Linked DNA regions of Mus musculus: regions 2 and 3 are each linked to region 1. A link is a contact called in public Hi-C and HiChIP or PLAC-seq data. All regions are on one chromosome and are shown on one strand. Each heading gives the region's core, a stretch centred on a gene start, on an enhancer-like site or on the middle of the called end of the contact. The rest is flanking DNA. Distances are from core to core; before and after follow the strand shown.

Region 1 (4,208 bases), core at 1,437-3,936:
TCGTGAACTCCTCTCCACAAAAGTAATTAGTCTGCCGGGCGGTGGTGGCGCACGCCTTTTATCCCAGCACTTGGGAGGCAGAGGCAGGCGGATTTCTGAGTTCGAGACCAGCCTGGTCTACAAAAGTGAGTTCCAGGACAGCTAGGGCTACACAGAGAAACCCTGTCTCAAAAAACCAACCAACCAACCCCCCCCAAAAGTAATTAGTCCATTACTTCTAAACTCAGTCTTATCAAAATTACTAACATGTACACTATAAATTATTTGATAGAATATTTGGCTTTAATCCAGTTCCCAATAAGGGCCTCTTTCCACTTGAAACTGTGTGCACCCAGTCTTTTCTGATTGCATATCTGTCAGCATTTTGAACTGAAATTTTTTTCCCCTTGGAACTCACTGTAGACCAGGCTGGTCTCAGACTCAGAGGTCACACTGCCTCTGCCTCCCCTGTGCTAAGATTAAAGGCATGTGATACCCCTTCCAGGTAGCTCTGCTTACAGCATATCTAGGGCTTCTCTAATATGCCTTGTTCAACACTTCCGAATAGCCACAATATCCACCAGCCACTTCCTGGAGCTTTAGAACCACTTCTCCAGGCAGTCAGAGTAATTACCCTACATCTATAGCACCAGAGGCATTTTTGTTAATTTTTTAAAAGAAAGACAATTAAAAAAAAAATTAAGTACATTGTTCTGCCTGCAATATATGCCTGAATGCCAGAAGAGGGCGCCAGATCTCACTATAAATGGAGGTGAATCATCTCCTGGGAATTGAACTCAGAACCTCTGGAAGAGCAGTCAGTACTCTCAACCTCTGAGCCATCTGTCCTGACAAGTTGTTTGTTAAATTTTATGTGCTTTCTTTCTTTCTTTCTTTCTTTCTTTCTTTCTTTCTTTCTTTCTTTCTTTCTTTCTTTCTTTCTTCCTTCCTTCCTTCCTTCCTTCCTTCCTTCTTCCTTCCTTCCTTTCTTTCTTTTTTTGCCTGTGGGCTAAGACCTCTTCGGCAAACCCCATCTCTAAAATTTACATTATGATTCATAACAGTAGCAAAATTACAGTTATGAAGTAGCAATGAAAATAATGTGTGGTTGGAAGTCACCACAACGTGAGGAACTGTATTAAAGGGTCTCAGCATGAGGAAGGTTGCGAGCCACTGCACAAGAGTCTTCAGATTCTAAGCCCAAGTCCCTTGGTAGCTCTGGGCCATCACAGCAATCTCCTTCACGTTGGCTGAGCTGTGGAGTTTGTGTCCATCTCAGCCAAGCACGTGAGGACGCTGCTTGTGGTGTCTCCTGCCGTCCTGGTGCTTGCAAACGCCCCTCCCTCTGCCATCTCTGCTTTGCGTGCTTTCTCTTTTCCTGCTTCTCTGGCTCCCCGTTCCGTCTGCTTCACCTGCCCTGTTTCTAGGGCATCCCTTTGTCTATCAGACTGCTTCCTAGTGGCTTGTTTGCACAGTGGATCATTGTCAACGTCCTCCAAGTCTGCATCCAGCTCGCCTCTCCCACTTTTGATTAAGTATTTCCTCCACAGACATTTATAAACAAATGAAGCTGTTATCTGATACCCCGGAGCTGTTACCGGAGAAGCTACCTGCTGTGGCTGCTACAAATAAAACTCTACTTGCTCTGAGCCACCAAGCCATCTCTCCAGCTCAGTCTTTATACTACACACACACACACACACACACACACACACACACACACACGGCTCCAAAACCATATTATTATTGCGTGTGGATGGTGTGTGTGTGAAATCTGTGGTGCGAGATTTCTCTACGGAACCCCTTCACTCTAGGGCTTGGATCCAGACTTAACTGCCGGGCTTTACTCGGCAAGCGCTTTAGCCACTGAATCAACCATTTTGCAAGCCCAGTCTTTCTTTTGGCTCTTTAGAACCCACGGCACTAACTACTCTTGTCTGTGATACATTTTTAGTTCTTTTTGTTTTTCCTTCTGAGAGCTTCTTGACACATAGGGGTTTTGCGGAACAGAGGACTCTAGGTAAAAGGTTTCCACTTTTAAGGTCATCAGGTAGGAACTCAGTTGCCATTTGAACCGTTTACCCCGAACATAGATAAACTGTTTCTCTTTTGACCTTCAGCTTTCCGAGGGGTTTCACTACAACATAGCGTTGGTTTCTTTAGGTTAATCCCCTTCTTTTCCGTTTCTTGAGTGGTAGGCTTATGTGTTTTGACACAATTGGATATTTTTCATTCATTACTCACTCACTGATTACTCTTCTGCCTCGCCCACAGTTTTCTTTCCTTCTAGAATTCTGATGCCATGAATGCTTGGTTTTCTAGGGCAAGCTTCTCGGGCCTGTTCAAATTTTGATCTCATTTCTTTTCCTTGTCCACATGTCTATAGTCCTAGCTTCCCCGCACCGTCGTGGGTGACTCCTCAGCATGGGCAGCCAAGGCCAGCACACCTCTGTTGCTCTCAGGGTCTCAGGTCTAGGCTGGCCAATGGACCCCAGACACATTGTGCAAGCAAAAGGAGCAGGCAGGCCAGCTGAAGTCACTTGCTCCTTCCTGGCCCTCTGGCTAGTAAGCCTGACCCCGGGGAGGCTCCCTTTACCTTTGCGGAGTTTTCCAGGTGCCACTTCTTTAGTAGCAGGGTCCAGCATAGGAGACTGAAAAAACCTTGGTTTGCTCGGCCCTGTCTGGTATCACCCTGCTCCTTCACTCCTCCCACCCGCCCCCCATGGCCCCGCCTTCTATATTGCTCCGCCCATTCCCTCCCAAGACCTGGTCCCTGCCTTGTCGAGTACCAGATAAGCCAAAGCCTGGAGGATCAGCTGACCTGATTCCCAGGGTGGGGGCTGCATTAGGTTCTGAGTGTAATTTAGTTCATTTAATTTAAAATTTATAAGAGCCTATTATATTAGCTTGTTAGTGGCGGCGGGTCTACGCCCTCGGACTGGAGCTCGTCCCGCCCAGCGTCCCAGGGCACGCCCATGACTCAGAAGACATCAGTGAACGCAGCTACAGTAGCCCCGCGAGTAAGATGGGTGCCACGTTTAGGCCATCTGGCCCCGCGATCCACTGGGCAGAGGGTGAGGATGGAGCGAGAGAGGTGATGTGGTTGGTTACCTTCTCTGTCACCAGCTTCTCTTCTGACACTTCGGGAGCCAAGAAGAGTGAGTTGTAGGCGCCTAGAAAGGCAACCACAGTTTGGTTATTCTTCCTTCCTTGGGGAACCCGCTCTGGTTCTCTGCCCCCGAGAGTGACCCTTGTGTACCATTGGCAGGGGGCGGTCCGAAGAACACTGTCCCGTCCTCGGCCACCAACACGTTGTCCAGGCACAGGTGAGCTGCAACAGAGCGGATCAAGTATGCAGCCGTGTGTGGGCAGCTCCCTTGCCAGCATCAGGGGATTCCAGACCACACAGAGACCCCAGAAAAACCTGTCAAGACTGGACAGACACTGGAGGGCTGGCCATTCTAGCCAACAGTTGCCTAGGAACACTGTTAGGGTATATCACCCTCATCGAATTAAGAATAAACGGGAGGATGGGTGGGGACATGGTCCATATTGCTCTGCCCCTGGAAATGGCTGGGTGAAGTAGGTTGGGCCCTTCACATTCTCCAGACTCCAGGCTAAGAGGTTGCAGTGTCACAGCAGCCATTCTCCCACTCCCTTTTCTCCCTCCCCAGCTTTTGGGCTCAGGGCTCAAGGAGAGCAGGGTGACCCATCACCTGGGTGCTCCTTGTGTGTCTGCAGAGTGCTAAGGCAGGAGAGGCACAGTGCCCACAGCTCGTACTCCCTGAAGGGCCGGCCTAGCTTAGACAGAAGGTCCTTCAGGGACAGGCTCTGTGGAAAAGAAGGGTTACATAAGAACGCTTTGTCCACCTGATGTCAAGGAAGGGTTTCCACGGAGAAAGATGTGCGCTTAGTGCTTCTGTTTCTACTTGCAGTATCCCCCCTATGCCAGGGGCTGGAAAAGTTCTCCAAATTAAACACGAGTGTGGGTAAGTGTATGGAGAAACAGGAGCCCTCACCCATGAGCTGGTACAGTTGCCATGAGAGAAGATGGCAGATCCTCCGAGAAAGTACAGAGAATTACCTCAAGATACAACACTGGGTACCCCTAAGATCTGAAAGGAAACTGGAGTGGACAGCAGACCACTCAGGTTCAAGACCTTTCACCACTCACCAGATCCAAAAAGGGAAAGCAGTTCAAATCCCCAGGAGTAGATGAGTGGATAAAG
Region 2 (4,416 bases), core at 1,807-4,306, 170 kb before region 1:
TTGCTCTGGTTCAAAGATTTATTTATTATTATAAATAAGTACACTGGGGCTGGAGAGATGGCTCAGCAGTTAAGAGCTCTGACTGCTTTTCAAGAGGTCATGAGTTCAATCCCCAGCAACCACATGGTAGTTCACAGCCATCTATGATGGGATCTGATACCCTCTTCTAGTGTGTCTGAAGACAGTGACTCTGGTGTGTTTGAAGATAGTGATGGTGTACTTAGATACATAAAATGAATGAATGAATAAATAAATAAATACACTGTAGCTGTCTTCAGACACACCAGAAGAGGGCGTCAGATCTCATTATGGGTGGTTGTGAGCCAACATGTAGCTGCTGGGATTTGAACTCAGAACCTTTGGAAGAGCAGTCAGTGCTCTTAGTCGCTGAGCCATCTCGCCAGCCCAACAGGATCTTTTTTAAAGGCTGTAAAGGGTTAAGAATTATGATGAATGATCTTGGTTCTCCACTTGACTATGTCTGGGATTGATTAAAACCCAAGCTACTGAATGCAAGAAGAAAAACCCTAACTACTGATGGCAGTCCAGATAAAAGGACATGGAAGAAAGAAGCTGCTGTTTGCCGGTTTGTCCTCTCTCCCTGGCAAGCTCATCCATCCTGTGGCTTTGGCACCAGAACCAACTTCTGAATTCTGACATAGTCGGGGTATCAGCAGCTCTCCTCCAGGTCTCCAGGACCAGCTTGGGACTGCTGAGACACCCATCCTCATGGCTTGAAAAATTACTGGATTCTCAGCCTCCAATGTGAGACACTCATCGTTGGACTGACTACTCAGATTGCATCCTCTAAACCAACCTAATAAATCCCATCTATACATATACATTAATTCAATTAGTTCTGTTCCATTAGAGAACCCTGGCTAATTGGTAGAATGCTTGCCAAACATGCAGAGAGCCTTGAGTCCCATCCTGAGGACCACATAAGTGGGTAGCGTGGTGCACACCTGTAATCCCAGCACTCAAGGGGTGGAGTCAAGAGGACCAAGGATTCTTTGCCATTCTAGGCTACACAGAGTATTCAAGGCCAATGCTGTCACAAGAGCAGAGAAAAAGAGAAGGGAAAGAGAAACAGAAGAAGAGAGAAGGAGGAGGAGAAGGAAGAGGAGAAAAAGAAGTAGGAGAAGAAGAGGAGGAGGAAGAAGTAAAGATGGGATCTTCAAGTAGGCTCTAATCCAGTATGATCGATGTCCTTTAAGAGTAGATTAGGACACTGACAGATACTCTCTACAGAAGTGGAGGAGCAGGCTTTCAGCAGGACCTTCACCAGCACCTTGATCTCAGAGCTTTGGCCTCCAGAATAGTAAGACTAATTTTAGTCTGTGGCAGTTTGTTATTACAGACTGGCAGGATGATGCCAATGTCGATAATGAGACAATAGCAAATATTGATGAATATGGAGAACCAATAATGGGAACAAAAATAGTACAGCCACTTTGGGTAAAACAGTTTAGCATTTTCTTTAAAAGTTAAATGTTGGGCCTGGAGAAGTGGCAACATTATTAAGGACACTTGATGCTCTTGGATTGGTCCAGAGTTCAGTTCCCAGCACCCATGTTGACAGCTCACCACAGTTGCACTTTCCAGCATCTACCCAAGAGCAATAGAAGCATGTGTCTAACGAAGACTTGGTCAGGAATGTTGTTACATGTCATGCAACAGACACAAAGGAGAACAATTCAGATACCTGTCTGCGGACAAGCCGTGATTCACGACAGCAAGAGGGTTCCAGTCAGGGCTGGAGAGATGGCTCAGCGGTTAAGAGCACTTGACTGTTCTTCTGAAGGTCCTGAGTTCAAATACATGGTGACTCACAACCATCCGTAATAAGATCTGATGCCCTCTTCTGGTGTGTCTGAAGACAGCTACAGTTTACTTTTGTATAATAATAAATAAATCTTTAGGCTGGATTGAGTGGGCTCCACCAGAGTGAGCAGAGGTCCTGAATTCAAATTCCCAGCAACCACATGATGGCTCACAACCATCAGTACAGCTACAGTGTACTCATATACATAAAATAAATAAATAAATCTTTTTTAAGGCGGATTCCAGTCAACAGCAAGACAGAACTGTGAACAGAGAGTACTGCTGCCTCGAGCGGAAGACCAGGAGAAGCACGGCCACTAGAGATGCCCTGTGTGAAGCGAGGCATACTATCAACTAAACATCTGTCCAGTGCCTTCTGCATATTACCATTATTCAGGCACCAGTGACCAAGCAAGACAAGGCCAGTCCTAGGAAAGCTTCCAGCCCAGAAATTCAGACATGGAAAGGCGTCTAGAGGAGCGCCCTCTAGGTCAGAGGCCAACCACAGCTGTCCTGACCCCAGCTTCTATTGTGAGATCTCAGGGGAAGGAACAGGCTCTCCCTTAACCCCTGGAATCCCAGCTGGAGGAGCAGCCAGGGCTCCTCTGGTCTCCTGGTTGCCCCCCTGCAGTGAAGTGACATGAGATGTGAGAACTGGTGTGATGTATGCCTTTGCATGCTGTGTGTGTCAGGGGTGTAAATTGTGTATGAAGTGTGTCTTAGCAATATGTAGCCGGGCAGTGGTGGCGCACGTCTTTAATCCCAGCACTTGGGAGGCAGAGGCGGTGGATTTCTGAGTTTGAGGCCTGGTCTACAGAATGAGTTCCAGGACAGCCAGGGCTACACAGAGAAACCCTGTCTTGAAAAACAAAAAACAAACAAATAAACAAAAATCAACAACAAAAAAAAAGAAAGAAAGAAAGAAAGAAAGAAAGGAAGGAAGGAAGGAAGGAAGGAAGGAAGAAAGAAAGAAAGGAAGGAAGGAAGAAAGAAAGAAAGAAAGCAAGCAATATGTGCGTATGGGAGGGTGAAGTGTGTATCAAGTATGTGAAATGTATTTCGTGGGTGTGTGAAGTGCTTGTGTCAGGTGTGTGAGTGTGATAAGAGACAGTGCAGAGATCTGCCGTGGGAGGGGGTGTGAGGCCACCTGAGCCACAGTGGTCCCTCCTCCAGCCTGCATCTCCATGGCAACCACAGCCTCGCTCTCAGGCTTCAGCCCCTAGCCCGCCCCGCCTGGTGGTGAAGCGCCTGGAACTGCATCCTCCGCATCTACACTGCATCCCTGTCCTCCCGCGACTGCGTCCTGCAGCAACTGCCTGTGAGCCATTTCCACGTTTCTCCTTTTGGAATGGGGACGAGGGGGCCAGCATGTGTGCGTGGGTGTGCAAGGGTGCAGGGATGTGAGAGGTGCGAGGAAGGGGGCGGGTGCAAGAGTGTGTGACTGTGCGTCTGTGGGATGTACGTGCAAAGATATGGGTGTAGGGGTTGAGAGTCTATGTGGGAGTGATTTGACTGATCCGATGTCTGCCAGAGCGGTGGAGCACAGCCATCTCCTTCCTGTGGTCTCCACTAGAAGTCAGGTTGGCCCCGCTGGCTCCGGTGGAGGGTGGTCATTAGACCTCTCGGGACAGTTGGGGGCAGCAGCTCTGCTGGCTTGAGGTGGATGGAAAGGTCCCTAGACCTCAAGGTATGTCGAGAAACCCCTACAGGCCAGTGGCAGCCTGGACATTAGGAAGAATTATGGCTGCTCAGCCTGCACAAACCCCATATGAAGCTGCAAATCCTTATCCTGGGCATAGTAGGGTAGCAGGGGCGGCGGGACAGCTGGACCTCATCTCGCCCAGTTCATGGTGACTGCAGACCCCCTCCTTGTGGGCTGGCTCCACCTCTGCAGGTCTGGGAGAGCCAGTGGGAGCTGTGCATCTCCAAGGTGGCCCAGGGGCAAAACCGTCAGCTCCTGTTCGGGTCTGACTGCTGGGTGCTGGGTGTTAAAAAAGGAAACAGCTCGATGGAGAGAAAGGGATTAGCAGAAGGGGTGTTGCCCAGAACATTGAGCGTTAGGGCCTGATGGGGGTCGCTGAGTGAAGGTTAAAGGATGGTAGGAGGTATGATAGCCATTTGTCTCAAACCACCTGCCGCGGGGCTTGGCTCTAGATGCTGGGCCACAGGTGGCTGGTGAGTGTCGGGAGCCACAAGCAGCTGTGCCCCTCCTCTCTGTCCCTCTTTGCTTGGGCCCCACAGAACAACAGCCGTTCAAACTGGAGGCAAACATCTATGACCTAAAAGGCTTGGGTGCAAGCAGACCAGGGTGGGCACTGCGGCAGCGTCGTAAGAGGAGAGCACGAGCCCCCACCAATGTGCACTTCTGTGTGACGCAGCATGAAAGGGTCCGTGTGAACGTGAGTCTGTGACCTCTAACCCAGCTTTTATGGGTTTTCAAATAAAAATTCGCATCCTCCAATATTTGTCCGTCAGCGTCTTGTTGGTGCATAGACCGTGATCAGAGATACCCGCCCCACCACCCCCGGAGAGCGCTGAAAATGAAAAACAAACTCTCGGGAGACCAAATGACAGAGTGGGATAGAGGGGAGG
Region 3 (4,691 bases), core at 1,447-3,946, 220 kb before region 1:
CAAGCAGATGCGGTTTCAGACCAAGCAGCTCTTGGAACAGAGGGTTTCGACCTGAAAATGGGATGTGCTGATGATGTTAAGGCATAATCCCTACAGAGTTTACCAGTGGCTAGTCCACCAGGAGATACAAACAAAGAAGCCCATCTCAGAGCAAGTGCAACCATACAACCCATCTTCCTGCCCCCAGACTTGGGAGGCCAACCCTCATGTTGCAGCTTGTGAAGGGTGTGATTTAGGGAAGGGACTGTCACCTAACTTCTCAAGCAGATGGTGAAAAGAATAAAACCAAAGTTCGAAGAGAAGCCATTGTTTGGATCCCAAGGAATTTAAATTGAAAGTGAAATGGCCCGAACATTTAAGAAATGGTGACTCCTGTGAAATCCCACCCAGATAACCTCAAACACCACCCATCCTCACTGGAGATGCTGCTGCCCACAGCTATCCTCAGCTATCCCAGTCTGATGTGGGACTCCACCATGTGACATAGGCAGAATGGGGCTTCTGCCCCTTCAGCCCTCCCAGTAGGATCTGGTACAAGGATCCTAAGGCCTCTGCCTGTCCCATCTGGCACCCAGTTAAGCTGCTACCTCCATCTAGATAGTCCCTCTTTCACAGCTGACCAATCCATTCACAAACCCAAGTCTCCAGGCTCCTGTCCTAAGATGCTACAGAAACCGCTACCCAGCACAGACCTCCTGCCACATCCTAGATTCAGTTAAGTGTTCCAGAGACTGAAGGAGGACAGTTCTCTCATCATACATGCTGAAAATAACAAAGTTTTACTTTTTAAATAATCAAATATTGGGAGGAATGGTGGACACAACTTTACTCCTTGCACACAGATCTATGTGAGTTCCAGGTCATCCTGGTCTACATAGTGAGCTTCAGGCCAGTCAAGACTACAGTGTTAGACCCTATGTCAATAGTGGTGGTTGGCGGTGGTGGTGGTGGTGGTGGTGGTCACATCTGGCAGCAGGTGATATTAGATGAGTAGACATGTATAGCCTAAAACAAATACACCAGATGTATTATTGCTAAAGTTCCTGAAGTTCTCTGAAGGCTGAAATAGTTCCTATTCTCCATGACTATTTCCAGAGACTACCACCAGTGGCAGCAGGTCCCCACGCCCACCACCAGCTGCTGTTCCAGGGGCCTGGTGGTCTGGCATCCCCACGCTCTTCTAAGGCTAAGTAAGCAGGATGAAAAACTCACATGCCAACAGAAACCAAACACAGCTTAAATGCAACAAACAGTCTGAGAAGCACCTGCCAGTAGACATGATTGTAACTTGCCAATTCTTCAATTAAGGACAAGAGGAAAGGACAGGTTAGTAGGATCATTTCATCTCCGGTTTCATAATTTACCCCTAAAAATATCAAAGTAAACAAGAGGCTGAGACAAATAAGATATCAGATGGGCCGGGCGTAGTGGCACACGCCTTTAATCCCAGCACTTGGGAGGCAGAGGCAGGCGGATTTCTGAGTTCAAGGTCAGCCTGGTCTACAGAGTGAGTTCCAGGACAGCCAGGGCTATAAAGAGAAACCCTGTCTGGGGGGGGGGGGGGGGGAGAGATATCAGATGGGAGCCTAAAAATAAAAACACCAGCCTAGACCCCACGAGGGAGATTCTGATCTAAAAGGGCCCTAGCTATTGATGTAAAAGCCTCCCGGGAACTCTAATGTGTAATGAGAATTGGAAAACACTGCTTTATGTCCCAGTAATTACAAAAGAAGCTGTCGCAGCTGTAGACATAATGATGGACCAGAGGCAGAGCAGACTAAACTGTCTGAAGGAGATGGAGAGGAACCAGGAAAGCATCCTGCTGCTGCCTTTACAGTCGAGCAGAGGTGCTCCCCTCTACAGCGTAAAAGGATATCCTGGCGTCATGAACCTCGATAACACAATCCACCGACTTCAGACTGCTCTGCATCTTCTTTAGTCCTAGAAAATAGAGGGGCACTAAGGAAACAGCCAAAGGGGGCAAGTTTAAGTTCTCCTAGGGGAATACATCTGAGAACCATCAGTGCACACAGGGTTAAAGGAGGCAGCATTCTGAGCCACGTTCCACGGTGCCCCGATGGTTCTGGAAGGTACATTTCACACAAGATGGTCTTAATCAGGAAGTTCCTGATACTGTGCGGACTTAATACCCTCACTGCACAGAAACACTGAGGCTCCGCACCGCAACTGCCACCTGTCCACTCACACTCCCGGCGCCTTTTCTGCCACACACTATAATCTCGCATGGCTGCGGCAGCCAAGACCACAGCAAACAGCAGCCTAGGACCGCACTACGTCTACAGCTGCCTGGGGCCAAGTTGTGACCTATAAACTCAGACATCAGCTTGCATGTGACTTAAAGGGACCACTCAGTGCGTCTCAAAAGTATCAAGCACAAAACAGCTCTCCAACCCGATGCCAGGAAGGCGAACCAAGGAACCGCCAGGACCGGCGCCCGTGCCGCCTGCAGCCCATGCTGGCCTCACCCTTGGCCATGTGGCCGGGGAACCAGCGTGCTACATCGTGACCTTGCAGAGGGAAGCACTCGCGCCAAGCGCCCCGGACGGCACCCCATGCCTGCGGCCACAGCCTCATGTCACTGGTGTCGGAAGAGTTCGCAGTCGGACCGCCTCCGCCAGGGCCTGGATCTGCTCACAGGGTTCCGGCGCGCCTGGGTTCCGTGCGCGACTGCGCATGCGCCTGACTCGAGCACTCTGGGATAAGCAGGGGCACGGGGTTGGCCCGGTAGTGCTCCATTCTCAGGATTCCTGAGCTTATGTGAGGTTCTTTTCAGGGATTTGAAGATAGTCTCCTTTTTTTTCTTTTGGAAAGACGATATATATATATAAAATATTATATTTGCTCTTATGTTGTGGTTGCGCACACTTTTTATCCCCAGCACCAGAGGCAGAGGCCAGTAAGTGGCTCTCAGTGTGCTTGAGACCAGCCTGGTGGATTCCAGAGCCAGTGCTACATGGTAAGACAGAGAAAAACAACAACAAAAAGACTCAATTTCATTTATTTATATTTTTTCTCATTTTTAATAGGTATTTTCCTCATTTACATTTCCAATGCTATCCCAAAAGTTCCCCATACCCACCTTCCCACTCCCCTTTTTTTGCCCTGGCGTTCCCCTGTACTGGGGCATATAAAGTTTGCAAGTCTAATGGGCCTCTCTTTCCAGTGATGGCCTACTGGGCCATCTTTTGATACATATGCAGCTAGAGACAAGAGCTCCGGGGTACTAGTTAGTTCATATTGTTGTTCCACCTATAGGGTTGCAGTTCCCTTTAGTTCCTTGGGTGCTTTCTCTAGCTCCTCCATTGGGGGCCCTTTATATTTTTATTTGAAGTGTCTGTGTATGCCATGTGTTAGCGGATACGCCCAGAAGCCAGTGGATCCTCTGGACCTGGAATTACAGGGGCTTTTGAGTTGTTTGACTGGGTGCTGAGAATTGAACTTCAGTCCTGTGCAATAGCAGCAATCATTCTTAACCTCCAAGCCATCTCTCCAGTCCCAATCTGGAGATTTTTCACTATATTCCAAATCTTTCAGGTTTGAGGATATATAGCATGGAGGATAACAAGCTGGCCTGGCCTAGCATGCCCAAGATTCTAGGGTTTCATAGGGAAGCCAGAAGAAATTGGGCTGCTGGCAATGAAGATGTGGCTTCTCCATGGTGGGAAATTGGCCTAGAAATTTAAACTTAAAATCTAGGCACATTTTTCTTCCTTTTGAGACAATATCTCACTTTGTAGCCTACGCTACCAAAACTCAGGCAGGTGTGACAGCACACACCAGTAATCCTAGCATATGAGAGATTTGAGGCAAGAGGGTCAGGAACTCAGGGTCAGCCTGAGCTTCATGAGGCAGTCTAAAAAAAGTCGTCTTTCTCCCTCGTATACTCATATAAATCAATGTAAGGAAATTGAGTTGTCCCCTATCAGTTCCCGGGCCTGCCTTAGAACTTTCAAGTGTTACACACACACACACACACACACACACACACACACACCTGTAATGCCTCCATTTTCAAGTGTGACATTTTAATGTAACTGTTATAAATACCGACTACATTCCCATTAATACAATGAGAGTGAAGTGGGCTTCATAGTTGTAAGACTAAATGCAAATCCAGCTGCTCCTGGTAGAACAGGCCTGTGATACCAGCTAAGGATGATAGAGGCCAGGGGAAGCCAGGCATTAGAAACTACCCTAAGAGAGACACTATCTCAAATAAAAGGGGTTGACATGTAACTCAATGTTATAATGGTTGCCTTGAATGCAGGAAGCCTTGGGTTTGATACCCAGTACTACTATCACCCCCAGGCCTCCAGACAGGCACATACTATAAGCCCAGCCCTTGTGAGACTGAGGCAGAATAGAAATTTCAAAGCCAGCCTGGGTCAGAGTGAGATGTTGTCTCAAAAGGAAAATGGGGGAGTCCAGTGAGGGGATGTGCCCAGATTGTAAGTTTAAAGTCCTAGGTCTGTCAAGGCAGTCTCCATCATGGAAGAGCCCCAACCCATCCCTAGCAGCTCAGATCCTCCTGGCAAGCCTGTCCCCCGTCCCGCAAAGTCACTCCTCTGAAAACTGAAATGTGTCCCTGAGTGTCAACAACAAAGACTTTTGCCCTTGAAAGATCTGTGCTTTCTCAGTCCTCAAGCTGTAGACTACAGTAAAAACCTGTT

What was found. A called contact is a pair of places that touch in the nucleus more often than the background predicts. HiChIP or PLAC-seq counts read pairs in DNA pulled down with a chosen protein or histone mark.
Region 2: a contact with region 1 is called in an H3K4me3 HiChIP or PLAC-seq map of embryonic stem cells, with 12 read pairs. The contact joins the promoter of Caly here to the enhancer-like site in region 1. A contact is called at or near these places in 8 of 39 promoter capture datasets (the 3T3-L1 cell line, the HPC-7 cell line, HPC-7-derived erythroid cells and 4 more), 11 of 484 Hi-C or Micro-C datasets (embryonic stem cells, epiblasts, morula and 2 more), 5 of 115 datasets of contacts at active chromatin or transcription factors (embryonic stem cells and pancreatic cancer cells) and 3 of 9 other capture datasets (adipose tissue, liver and pancreatic islet).
Region 3: a contact with region 1 is called in a Hi-C map of regulatory T cells, with 1.6 times the contacts expected there. The contact joins the promoter of Mtg1 here to the enhancer-like site in region 1. A contact is called at or near these places in 3 of 39 promoter capture datasets (embryonic stem cells and hippocampal neurons), 1 of 15 datasets of contacts at CTCF or cohesin (CD8 T cells), 21 of 484 Hi-C or Micro-C datasets (B cells, the Ba/F3 cell line, the C2C12 cell line and 11 more), 3 of 115 datasets of contacts at active chromatin or transcription factors (bone marrow-derived dendritic cells, effector CD8 T cells and embryonic stem cells) and 2 of 9 other capture datasets (adipose tissue and liver).

The regions. Positions count from the first base shown.
Region 1 is chr7:139,913,084-139,917,291 of GRCm38.p6, reverse strand. Kndc1 (kinase non-catalytic C-lobe domain (KIND) containing 1) reads right to left here. Exons shown (of 31, transcript NM_177261.4): 7 at 3,696-3,810; 8 at 3,239-3,310; 9 at 3,091-3,152. Among named protein-coding and RNA genes, the nearest start is that of Kndc1, 20 kb to the right of the region's middle. Within about 2 kb of position 2,686, at least 41 of the 459 cell types and tissues checked have an H3K27ac peak or open chromatin away from gene starts, as enhancers often do. A contact at or near this core is called in Th1 cells, embryonic stem cells, epiblasts and 2 more, where this site is marked.
Region 2 is chr7:140,081,188-140,085,603 of GRCm38.p6, reverse strand. Caly (calcyon neuron-specific vesicular protein) reads left to right here and starts at 3,056. Exons shown (of 5, transcript NM_001190385.1): 1 at 3,056-3,142.
Region 3 is chr7:140,135,569-140,140,259 of GRCm38.p6, reverse strand. It overlaps Mtg1 (mitochondrial ribosome-associated GTPase 1), which reads right to left and starts at 2,696. Exons shown (of 11, transcript NM_199301.2): 1 at 2,487-2,696; 2 at 1,877-1,941; 3 at 1-64. The coding sequence starts at 2,595.